2 separate regions of the Athene noctua genome follow, and region 2 is linked to region 1. Evidence: chromatin contacts called from public Hi-C data. All regions are on one chromosome and are shown on one strand. The core of a region is the stretch at or near the end of the contact, and the rest is flanking DNA. Distances in the headings are between cores, read along the strand shown.

What was found. Hi-C and Micro-C count contacts between places; a contact is called where the count stands out from the background.
Region 2: a contact with region 1 is called in a Hi-C map of heart, with 7 times the contacts expected there. The contact joins the promoter of CAMKK1 here to the promoter of RABEP1 in region 1. A contact is called at or near these places in 2 of 2 Hi-C or Micro-C datasets (heart and liver).

Annotation. Positions count from the first base shown.
Region 1 is chr19:8,556,931-8,562,191 of bAthNoc1.hap1.1, reverse strand. RABEP1 (rabaptin, RAB GTPase binding effector protein 1) reads right to left here and starts at 1,975. Exons shown (of 18, transcript XM_074923211.1): 1 at 1,803-1,975. The coding sequence starts at 1,836. LOC141968476 (a long non-coding RNA gene) reads left to right here and starts at 1,979. Exons shown (of 3, transcript XR_012634880.1): 1 at 1,979-2,044.
Region 2 is chr19:8,775,736-8,780,996 of bAthNoc1.hap1.1, reverse strand. CAMKK1 (calcium/calmodulin dependent protein kinase kinase 1) reads left to right here and starts at 2,606. Exons shown (of 17, transcript XM_074922656.1): 1 at 2,606-2,686.

The sequences.
Region 1 (5,261 bases), core at 726-3,225:
ATCTTCCCACAGCCAGAAAGCACGAGAAAGACAGCAATCCATACCTCCTACAAGAAAGACTTCATCAATCTATCAAATTACAAAGTTTTGCTTGTACCTTTTTGCCTTCTTTTTAAACAACAAAAACAAAATAAAATCTATCCAACTTGGAACTTCTAATGTACTACTAACATACAACTACCTTTCCTGGTCAAGAGGCAGCAAACATTTGTACAATGCACAGTTCCACCGTACACCTGCAGTCAGATAGTCTGCAAGAGCCAAAAAGAAAATTTGTTGGAAGTTGTTCTGTAGCTCTCAGAAGAAAAGGCTAAAGGACAATAAACAATGGTTATTCACCAGAAAGTACACAAGACCTACTCATACCAACACTGATCTTACAAGCATGATAAGTAAATTTACCTTCCCCTTAATGCTCTGGAAGGATGAGCATGCAATCATTGACCTTAATGTAGGAAAGAAAACCTACAATCTAAGCACCTTCAGCATTAAAACTTTTAAAAGGTAGGCCAAAATACTGAAATCCCTGAGGATAAATACTTTCTCATATAACTCCACCAAAAAAAAACCCCAACCAACACACACAATTCCCTAGATATGCATAATTAAGAATACATTGCCCTTTTCTAACAGAGTGCTTTCCCAGGGAAACTCATCTGCTCTCTAAAAAAAAAAAAGAAAAAAAGTGAGCTCTGGCATAGTCCCATGGCGGGGTAAGCGCCTATCCTTCAAGATTCTGTACATCTCTCTAGTCGCCCTACTTCTATTCTATACTATGAGCAGCCTCTCTCACCCCCTCCCATACATCCCATACACTAAACACTGTCTCTTCAGTCCCATCTTCCAAGGTAAGCATTACCTGCAGCTTTTCCGACACACACACAGTTCTATAACCTATTCCAAGAGGAAAAAAAATACTTCCTCGTCCATAATTCCTCCCAAACCCAAAACAATCTTTCTGTAACAAAAACCTTTAGGGAAAGCTTAGCTTCCTCCTGCACGGGTAAATACCACCTTGAGAGAAGAGCTGTCATTTTCTTTGTCTCTTCCAGCACAGGAACCAACTGTCCACTCCAAGTATCCTGACCTCAGCCTCCTGAGGTGCCTTTTGGTCGCACCCACACGGTGAATACTGCCCCACCTCACCTGCCGTGGCCAAATCGATGACGGGAGTCCTGCCCAGCCGAGAAATGTCTCTCTGGATACAAGCATCACCACCCTTGTCCCCCTCTCCCTGCGTGCCCCCTTCCCGGGGCAGGGGGGGGCTCCCCCGTCCCACCGCAGGCCCAGGCTGAGCGCCCCTTTCCTGGCAGCAGCGAGCAGCGCGTCCTCCGGAGCACGATCCTCCCTCCTTGTGCGCGCCGGGGAGCCGCCCTTGCTCCACATCAAGCACATTCACAGACTAATAACCACCTGCGATGCCCCTTCCTCCCCGCAAGGCCTCCCCGGGCCACCTCTCCCAGTCAAGCCCCCCCGGGCGCTCCCCGCCCGACCCCCCCCTCACACGGCGGCTCCCACCGCCGCGCCGCCCCGCCACCGTCCGGGCACGGCTCCCTCCGGGCCCCACAGGCCTCTCCGCGGGTCTCCCCTTCGCGCACGCCCCCGCCGCTGCCCCGCTCGCCCGGCCCCGGCCGATCCCACCTTCCCAGCGCCGTCACCACCCACCGCCGCGGCCCGGCAAGGCCGCCTCGCCCAGGCCGCTGCCCCCCGCCCCCCGCCCGGCGCGGCTCCGCAGGCGAGCCCGGGGCTGGGCAAGGCCGCGGCCGCCCGGCTCCGCGGAGCGAAGCCGCCTCCCCCTTTACCGTCCGTCGGGGGGCTCGGGCCGGGCTGGGCCATGGCTCCGGCGGGCGGGCGGCGCCGCCGCGGCCTCCTCCGCCTCCAGCCGCGGCGTCGGAGCGGGAACCGCTACGCCAGGGGGCCCCGGCGAGAGACGGGAGCTGCCGGCCTGGGCCTCCGCCTCCTCCGCCTCATCCTGACAGCGGCCGCCGCCGGCGGGAGGAGGAGGAGGAGGAGGAGGAGGAGGAGCGCCGCGCAGGCGCCCACGGTGAGACCACGGGACCGGCGGCTGCCGCCGCCGGGGCTGGGAGGGCCGGGGCCGCGTTACCCGCCGCCCTGGCGGGAGCACGGGGACCTCCCCCGGGGCGGCAGCCGCCGCCCGGCCGCATCCTGAGGCGCCTTGTCACCCGAGGGCCGAGAGGGGAGGCCGAGTCGGCCCCTGCGGGAGCCGGCCCGAAGCCTCCGCCCGTGATGAGCAGGGCCGGGCAGGCGGCGGAGCTGGGGGGGCTGAGGGCGCCCGCCGGGGTTCCCGCCGCCTCGAGTTCGCCGCGGGGCCCGGTCGTGGGCTGAGCCGCCGCCTGCCCCCTCGGCCTCGCCTGCGGGCCCGGCTGGTCTCCCGGGCCACGGAGACATCCTTGGGTCTGCTCTCGGTGAGGCTGCCCTAAAACTGAAGTCAGTATTTATTACTCAGGGAGCTGGTTGAAGTGACACCAGCAAAATACTATTCTGCTGTGTAACGTAGGGAGGGAAGCAGGTGTGACAGGCATGGGTGGCAGAAGGAGCCTGTCCAGCCACGGTGCCTTTTCTTCACTGAAAGCCAGGATTTCATGGTGTGTTGGTCTGTTTTGATGGAGGAGGTTGTTAATCCTTCCACCTGACAAGGAGATTGTGTCTAAACTCCGTTTTTTTACCGATTAAAAAAGTAGCTACATGCATTGGGCACATGTAAAATCACAGAAAGCAGCATTGGAGTGGATACAAAGTCCTGTCAAGGGCAAGATCTGTTACAGCTTGCATACCCTCAAGACCAGCCATTTTTAAGCTGAGTCTTACAGGACTTCCCCCTTCCCATCATTTGTTGCCACAGTTTATCAGGCCTTGCTATCAAAATAGGTGGTATGACAAGACATGGGATTCTGTGTTTCATATTAAATTCCTGCTCAGTTAAACCAAATACAGACTTGAATAAGTAGTCTTTGAAAACTAATCTTTTACATTTTGCCTAATTTGATCAATTGAGGTAAATCTTCTCAGTCTTTGCACATGTAAAAAGCATGTTTAACCTAAAGACTTAATTTTTCAGTGTTCCCAACTTGAGGCATGTAGAGCTTTCTTTTCACAGGTATTAGGAGAACCCAGAGCTGCAGATTGCTCACAGAGTTGTTGGTTTAGTGACAGAATGGTCAAAGGATTAATTTAACAAAGGATATCACTTGAGGTACATTTCCAAATTTCTTAGCTCCTGCTTAGGCTCTTTGAGAAGTAGCTGGATATTATAAGCATTCAACACATAAATCCTTTTGAAAATCTAGTCCTCACTGTAGGAACTGAGCTCTTGAAACTCTGTCCTTGTGTGTGTTTTTATGGACACCCCAAACCATCCCTATTAGCTACTTTTATCTTGCTCATGTCAGGGCAGAACTCCCACGTGTTTTGATCAATCTGGGATCGAACCCTTATGCATCACTCCTGCTGCAAACAAAGCAAGATAATATCAAGTTTCATATCTGTTGTACCTACAGGCACTTATTAAGGGATGACTATCATAATCCTCATTGCCAAAATATTGACTATTGGAATTACAGCATTTCAAAATCTGTATCAGAACTCTTGATCTTACACATTAAATGGGATTTATACAGTAGTTTGAAGAATAGGAAAACTCTCAAGGGGTTCGTACTATTTTTTTCCTTCTTGTTCTCCAACCTAAAGTTGTACTAGCTTTACAGGTTTGGTTCTTACTTAATCTTTCCTTCTTTCTCTGGACAGTAATTGAACTTGACAGAGGCAAAGGTTTATGTAGTATCTAGTCTCAGTATCTTGGAACCTGCAATTGGGTAACTTCCTCTGTGCCTCCCAATGTCCCATTTAATTCTCATCCCTTGTAGTTCTTACAGCCTTGATCTCAAAGGATTTTCTGACATGACTCAGCTAAACCTTAAAAGAGGTAAGCAAAGTTTAACAGCTGTTTGCAGTCACAGAAACAGGTCTATTGCAGTGGCAGAACCAGCAGAGAACAAAAGTCTTGAATTCCAATCCCCATGCTGTAAATGTTGAACAAGTGCTGTATTAATGAGTCAGTGAGACATGGGTCAGATCTAGAGAGCTGCAGGTAGGCAGAGACTATTTCTGGAATAACCTTCTCCATAAATAAATAACACTTCTAGAATCCCATGCATTTTTATCAAATATATTTGGCCTAAAAGTCTATCAGGCATTTTCAGCACCAGTACCACAAGCAACAGACACAAGCTAATGGAAAATGCATCTTCCTGGACAACGTGTGCTGTGTTAGTACAAGCTGGATGATAGCTGTCACCTTGCACTCTGCCTGAAATTTAATCTTGCAGATTTACTGAAAAAGATAAGTTTGCAGCTTTTGTTTAAAGAGTAACGTCCAGTGACAAGCAGTATGTGTGTACACTTGGTGGTTGTCTGGAGACCAGGAGTAAATGGAGGGGGACTGTGGTTGTTTGGCTGCAAAAAGCATAATGAAGTAATTTACATAACACATCTAGAAGAGAAGATTTTCTTTTTGCCTGAGGAAAATAAAACAAACAAGTAGCAAAAGAGCTAATTAAATCTGTTTTCCTAATAGATCTGTCTTATGGTTGGTTGACTTCAGTGCTTATGAACACTCAAGTTCTGAATGAAACTTTTCCTACTTTTTTTTGATCACATAGAAAGATTATTCTGTTTGTGTGACTGCTTTTTTTTTTTTTTTTTTTTTTTCTTTAATTGGGGCACTTTAACCTCAACTGAAGCATCTAATTTCATTAGACTTTGAAGAATGTAATGATCGCTGTCTTTATCTGTGAAACTAGACCCAGATCCTAGGTCTGGTTGAGTTACCCTGGCTATGTCCCAGCTCCATGTAAGTAGTCCCAACAATGTATGTAGTACAATTACATACATTGTACTACCACTTGCCACAAGTACACAGCTTTGGGGGAAGTCACAGCACCCTCCAGCAAGTCCCTTGGTGTGGTGATCACAAAAGCTTTGTATTCATAGAAAGTGAGGCTAATAAAACACAGAGCTAATTCCTTTAGTTTTGTATGGTACAAGATAGTATTATTTTATACAACAGCTAAGACGATTCTGCAAAACCCAGAGTATTAAAAAAGATAAACTAAAGTTCTGGACTTGCAAAGCCAAGTCTTCATCTGGTGTGAATTCAGTGGAAACAGGCTGATGTATGGGAAGTGAGACGCTGGCCTGTAGTACAGAATCAAAGTGGAGATCAAAAAGACCCTCTGAAGTGT
Region 2 (5,261 bases), core at 1,357-3,856, 220 kb before region 1:
TACACATCTTTTAAACACCCCCAGGGATGGTGACTCAACCACTTCCCTGGGCAGCCTGTTCCAGTGCTTGATAACCCTTTCAGTGAAGACATTTTTCTTAATATCCAATCTAAACCTTCCTTGGTTGCATTTGAGGACATTTCCTCTTGTCCTATTCTTGTTATTTGGGAGAAGAGACCGACCCCCACCTCACTACAACCTCCTTTCAGGTAGCCATAGCAAGCGGTAAGATCTCCCCTGAGCCTCCTGTCCTCCAGGCTACACAACCCCAGCTCCCTCAGCCCCTCCTTGTAAGACTTGTGCTCCAGACCCTGCACCAGCTTCCCTGCCCTTCTTTGGACACGCAGAGGAACCAGGGCACTGCTAGAGAAAGACCTGCCAAACCCCTGCTCCAAATTGCCCTGGTTTTTAGCCAAATGAAGCTCCACTACCTTGAGGAGAGACCAGACACGGGCTAAAAGGGAAAATCCAGAAAACCTGGGCAAGATGACATGCTGGAAACCTTTTGTGCCAGGCTTTGGTGTTGAAAATAAACCCTAGCATTTTCTTGCCTTCTTATTTCTGTCAGAAAGGCATTCTGCATGGAAATAGAAATTTAAAAGTATTTCTAGCTGCTGGTGCTTTATCCAAGGGTGGAGAATCCCTGTCCCAACTATCCTCCTTCAGAAACCATGGGCCCTCAAAGCATCATTTATATTATCATTTTGGTTTCTTTGCTCTGGCTGCCACAGGAAGGAGTTGTGTATACTGACATGCAAAACTGGACCAAATAATAGTTCAAGACATGAAACCATGGAAACACTGTCAGAATTATGAATAAAATAGATTGAAGGAGACTAACTGACAAATTGTCAATACTGAAAAGTAGAAAACACGTTTGTTGGTGACTCTAAAATATGGCAGGCACTGCCACCCTCCCGCTGGGTCACACCCCACTGCTGCTCACCCGGTCCAAGAGCCCTTCTCTGCCCGGTGCCTCCTGTTCATGGCAAATCTTTTCTGCTGGATTTTCTGTGTGATGAGCTGAAAGAACAGTCCTTTCTAGCCTTCTAACAGGGGTCACTTCACTGAATGTAACAACAATAGGCAAGTTTAGAACCTCGCAAGTACTGGATGTTTATCTTGCTGGTTAAAGAAAAAAAAAACTATTTTTTGTTTTCTTCCTTGCAAAATAAATAATGGGACAGGGTATGCTGTGTTCGTATAGATTGATCCATTTCATTATTAGCGAATTTAAAGATTAACAGTAGGCAAATAATGTCTTAAAGGTTTCAAGCAAAATTCAAAACATTTCAGTTCAAAGTATTTTTGACTGAAGATCGGCAAACAGAACGGACGCATACTGTAGGTGGAAGTGAAAGGGCATCAGCCCCGGATAGACCTGTCCGTCTGTAGAGAATTGCTCAGCTGCCTGTGACCAACCGGGGTGACAAAGCACATTCTTGCAGGAAACGTTAAGACTTGGATGCACATGGAAAACTGCAGCAGGGTACGTCTGAGCGTGAGACACACACCCACAGCGTGAGTGAGTGAGAAAGTTCATGGTCTTTGCACGGCTTGCTAGGTGGTGGGCTGTTCTAATCATTGCTGTCTCTTAGTTACATTTCGGTACGTCTCTAAACACAGTGACAACCTGAGCAAGGTTTTGGGGGATCAGAAACGAATTCGGTAGTAAACCACAAGCTGCATTATTAATAAGTTGTTTTGAGAGATGAAACCCGTGATAAGAAATTAATGTCTTTCCAAAAGCAGAGGACTGTTTGAGACCGGCTGGAAGCGGGCGCAGGCATTCCCACACGCTCCTTGTCCCAGCGGGAAGGGGCAGCGCTCAGCACTGGCTTGAGTCAGGATGTGGGTTTAATCCAAGCCTTGCTCTCTGCCTAAAGCCAAGCTCCCCCGGTGGGGACCCCGACCAGGAGGCGGGTCACAGCAGAGCCCGGCAGCCGCTCCTCACAAACCCGACATCCTCGGGAATGCCGCAGGAGGCACAGCGGGGTGCGGGGCGGCGGTGGGAACCCCTCGCCCCGGCGGCGCGGCCAAGCGTGAGCCAAGTAGGTGAAAGAGAGCGGGGAAGAAATAAAATCCAGGACGTGAGTCACGGATCACAGAGGGCATTTGCTCGTGGGGATCCCCTGAGTGGTGCCAGCGGGACTAGTTGATGCGGAGCGTTTCCCACCATTGCCGGAGATCAGGGAACGCTTCTGCGGGTGACCGAGATCGGTTGTTATTAACCCAGGGACGGAGCCGGGGGCGGAACGGGGCACCCCACCACGGGGAGGGTGAGCAGGGTCCCCCCGCCAGCACCCCCGGGAACGAGGGCACCCTGCCCGGGGGGAGCACGGGGACGGCGGAGAACGCGGGGAAGGTGCCGCGGGAAGAACGCGGGAACGGTGCACACGGTGCCGGGGGGTGCACACGGTACCCGTACCGGGGGGTGCACACGGTGCCGGGGGGTGCACACGGTGCCGGTGCTCCGGCACGGGCTCGTGCCGCGGGGGGCGCGGCCGCCGCCAGCCAATGGGAGCGCCCGCGCGGGGCGGCGGTCCTTTACCCCCGGGGGCGCCCAGACCCCGCGCGGCCAATGGGGGGCGGGCGGCGGCCGCGCGGGGGCGGCGCGCGCGGGCCGCGGAGTTTGGCCGCGCGCTGCGAACCGGGGCGCGATGGGGCCGCGCGGCGGCGGGCGCAGGTGAGCGCGCGGGGCGGGGCGGGCGCCTCCTCCCTCCGGCCCCTCCGCGGGGCTCCCGCGCGGGCCGGCCCCTCCGCGGGGCTCCCGCGCGGGCCGGCCCCTCCGCGGGGGCTGCGCCGCCGGGCCGTGTGCGGGGCCGAGGGGCCGCCTAGGCCGCGCCGCCCGCCTTCAGCCCTGCCCGGGGCGGCGGCCCGTCTCCCGGTGCGGCGCGGGGGGAGCCACGCGGGTTTGCACAGAGACCCGGCGGCTGTGGAGGGGACGCGGGTGGGAGCTCCGGGCGTCGGAGCGTGCAGCGGCTGAGGGCAGGTCGCCGGGGCGGGTGGGCTTCTCCCGGGCAGCCGCCTCGTCCCCCGGGCTGCGGGGGTTGCGCTCCGCCGCCGCAGCGGGGCTGGGGATGCGCCGTGGTGCCGGGCAGCCGCAGCTTCGGGGCTGTTGCTTCTACCAAGCTCAAGAATAAATGGGAAGAAAAAAATCCTTCCGAAAACTGGGATTTTGAGCAGTTTACCCATCACACCAATCGTCTCTCTTTCTCTTTTCTCGACGGAGAGAGGGGGCAGAGGAGAAGGTAAGAAGTGTGGTGAGCTCTGTGCGGGTTTGTCACTCCTTCCTAATCCACCGTGCTGGCCTTGGGGATCAGCCTGAGCTCCTCGGAGTTGGGGTTTTCTCGTGGATCAGTGCCGTGGCCTGAGCTGTCCTGCCCTGGCAGTGTCTCGGAGCACTCGCAGCCAGGCTGGCGTGAAGCGGGTCTCATCTCTCTGCTTTCCTTGGCTCTGAGGGAAAATAAACTGCAGCTCTCAGAGGCCTGTGTGCTGTGAACAAGGAAAACTGCTGATCCTGCAGGGATATCACTTTCTTCAGCTGCTCCGATGAAGCTAAAATTACCATTCTGTTGTAGTTGGAACTTAATGGAAAATGTTTTGTTTAATAGGAAGGTGTTGCTTTTCTATTTGCAATAGTCTGGGGTTCCAAGTTAAATTTACAGCGCCGCTTCCCATAAGGTGTTAATTCTCTCCCTGTGAGGCATCTCTGGCAGCTTCAGTTTGTTCTGGCGTTTGACATGGGACGGCTTTGAAGTGTTGCTTTTGAAACTGGATAAGGCAAACGGAGAGCCGTTATCTCAGTTGCTTGAAGAGAAAAACCAAAGCCAGCGTGCTGGGGCAGTGCTCCAGCGTGTCCCTGTGTGCTGCACCCCGTGCTCGGGCTGGGGTGTGTGGTGCGAATAGGATTAATCTCCAGGCATAGCAATAAATGGCTTTCCTGGGCTTGCTCCCTTGGGTTTTGCCTGGAGAAGACCAGATCTTAGCAACCAGGAGTGCAAGCACCAGCCTCTTACCATTCCAGCGAGGAGTTCAGGCATGTTATTGTTTGGTACGGTAGGAAGGCTGGGCTTTAAGTCACGGTAGGTGCTGGGCCACTGCGTCCTGAATAGTTTTCTTTTTTGAGGCAGGCTGTGTTCACTGGCACGGAGTGCCTTCAGTCTGGAACTGTCTCCAGGTGTTTCTTCGTGCTTTTGGGATATGCCTTGTGGGTTGGAGCTGGCATGCTTGGAGTGGGGTCTGTAGGGGTGTCTATGCTCCCAGGGCAGCTCCTGGCCTGGAGAGTGGGCAGGGCAGCTCGCCCAGCCTGTTCTGTGGAGTGGAGCTGCGAAGGGGACCTCACCTGGGGACCTCACCTGTCCCAGCACTGCCCCGGAGAACAGCGAGGTGCCCCATCGATTCACAGAGTGTCGGTGCTTTACTTCTGCTGTGGCTTTCAGAGCCTGCGTGCATCTAATTACGGTGTTCATTAAGCCCTAAATGTCTTTGACTGATACAATTAATTTTCCTTGCACTAACCAGACTTTCAAAGCCCAGCTTTCTTTTGCTGGGAAGAGTTTGTGGGATTTCTCTTCCCTTATGGCTCTTGTGTAGTGGCTACAGTGGGAATCTCACCAGCCTGCAGCAGAGGAGGTATTTGGAAGGACAGGGCAGCAGTGTCCTGTGTGCTGGGGGAAGCAGCACTGTTTAGGTAGTGGTCACAACGAGTGCTTACTTGGTTTAGACCTTGGCTGGGTTTGAAGAGGTGGCACTGTGCTGAGCATGTCACTCTCTACTTCAGCCAAGGATCTGCTTGTCAGAGTACAGTGTCTCTTCTTGCTGGTGTCTTTTCCTTGAAGTTACTGAAGGGTGTATCAACCCAGTCGTTTGTGCCAGCCTCTCTTGCACTGTGGAAAGAACAATCCTGTCTGAAGACCAAGTCTTCTGTTAAGAGTTAGTATTGACCTTAGAAGAGCCTTTATAGTGTCATTGCTAGCTGGGAGCAGGGAAGGAGAAACCTCTCTTGTAAGAGGCTTCAGGAAAAGGCTGGGGGTGCTGGATGGCTTCTGCGGACTGTTAGCAAGGTGGTTTGTGTCTCCAGAGGATGTACCTGCCTGCCTGAGGGGCAGAGAGGATAAATCTGACGCTAATCAGGGCATGCCAGGCTAGTGGAGGGGAAGGCATGTGTGTTGGTGGGGAGCTCGGTGTGAGGATTTTGTCTCTGCTGGAGTTGTGGAAGGCAGTTTGTTTGATTACATCTGAAATCAATATGCACAATT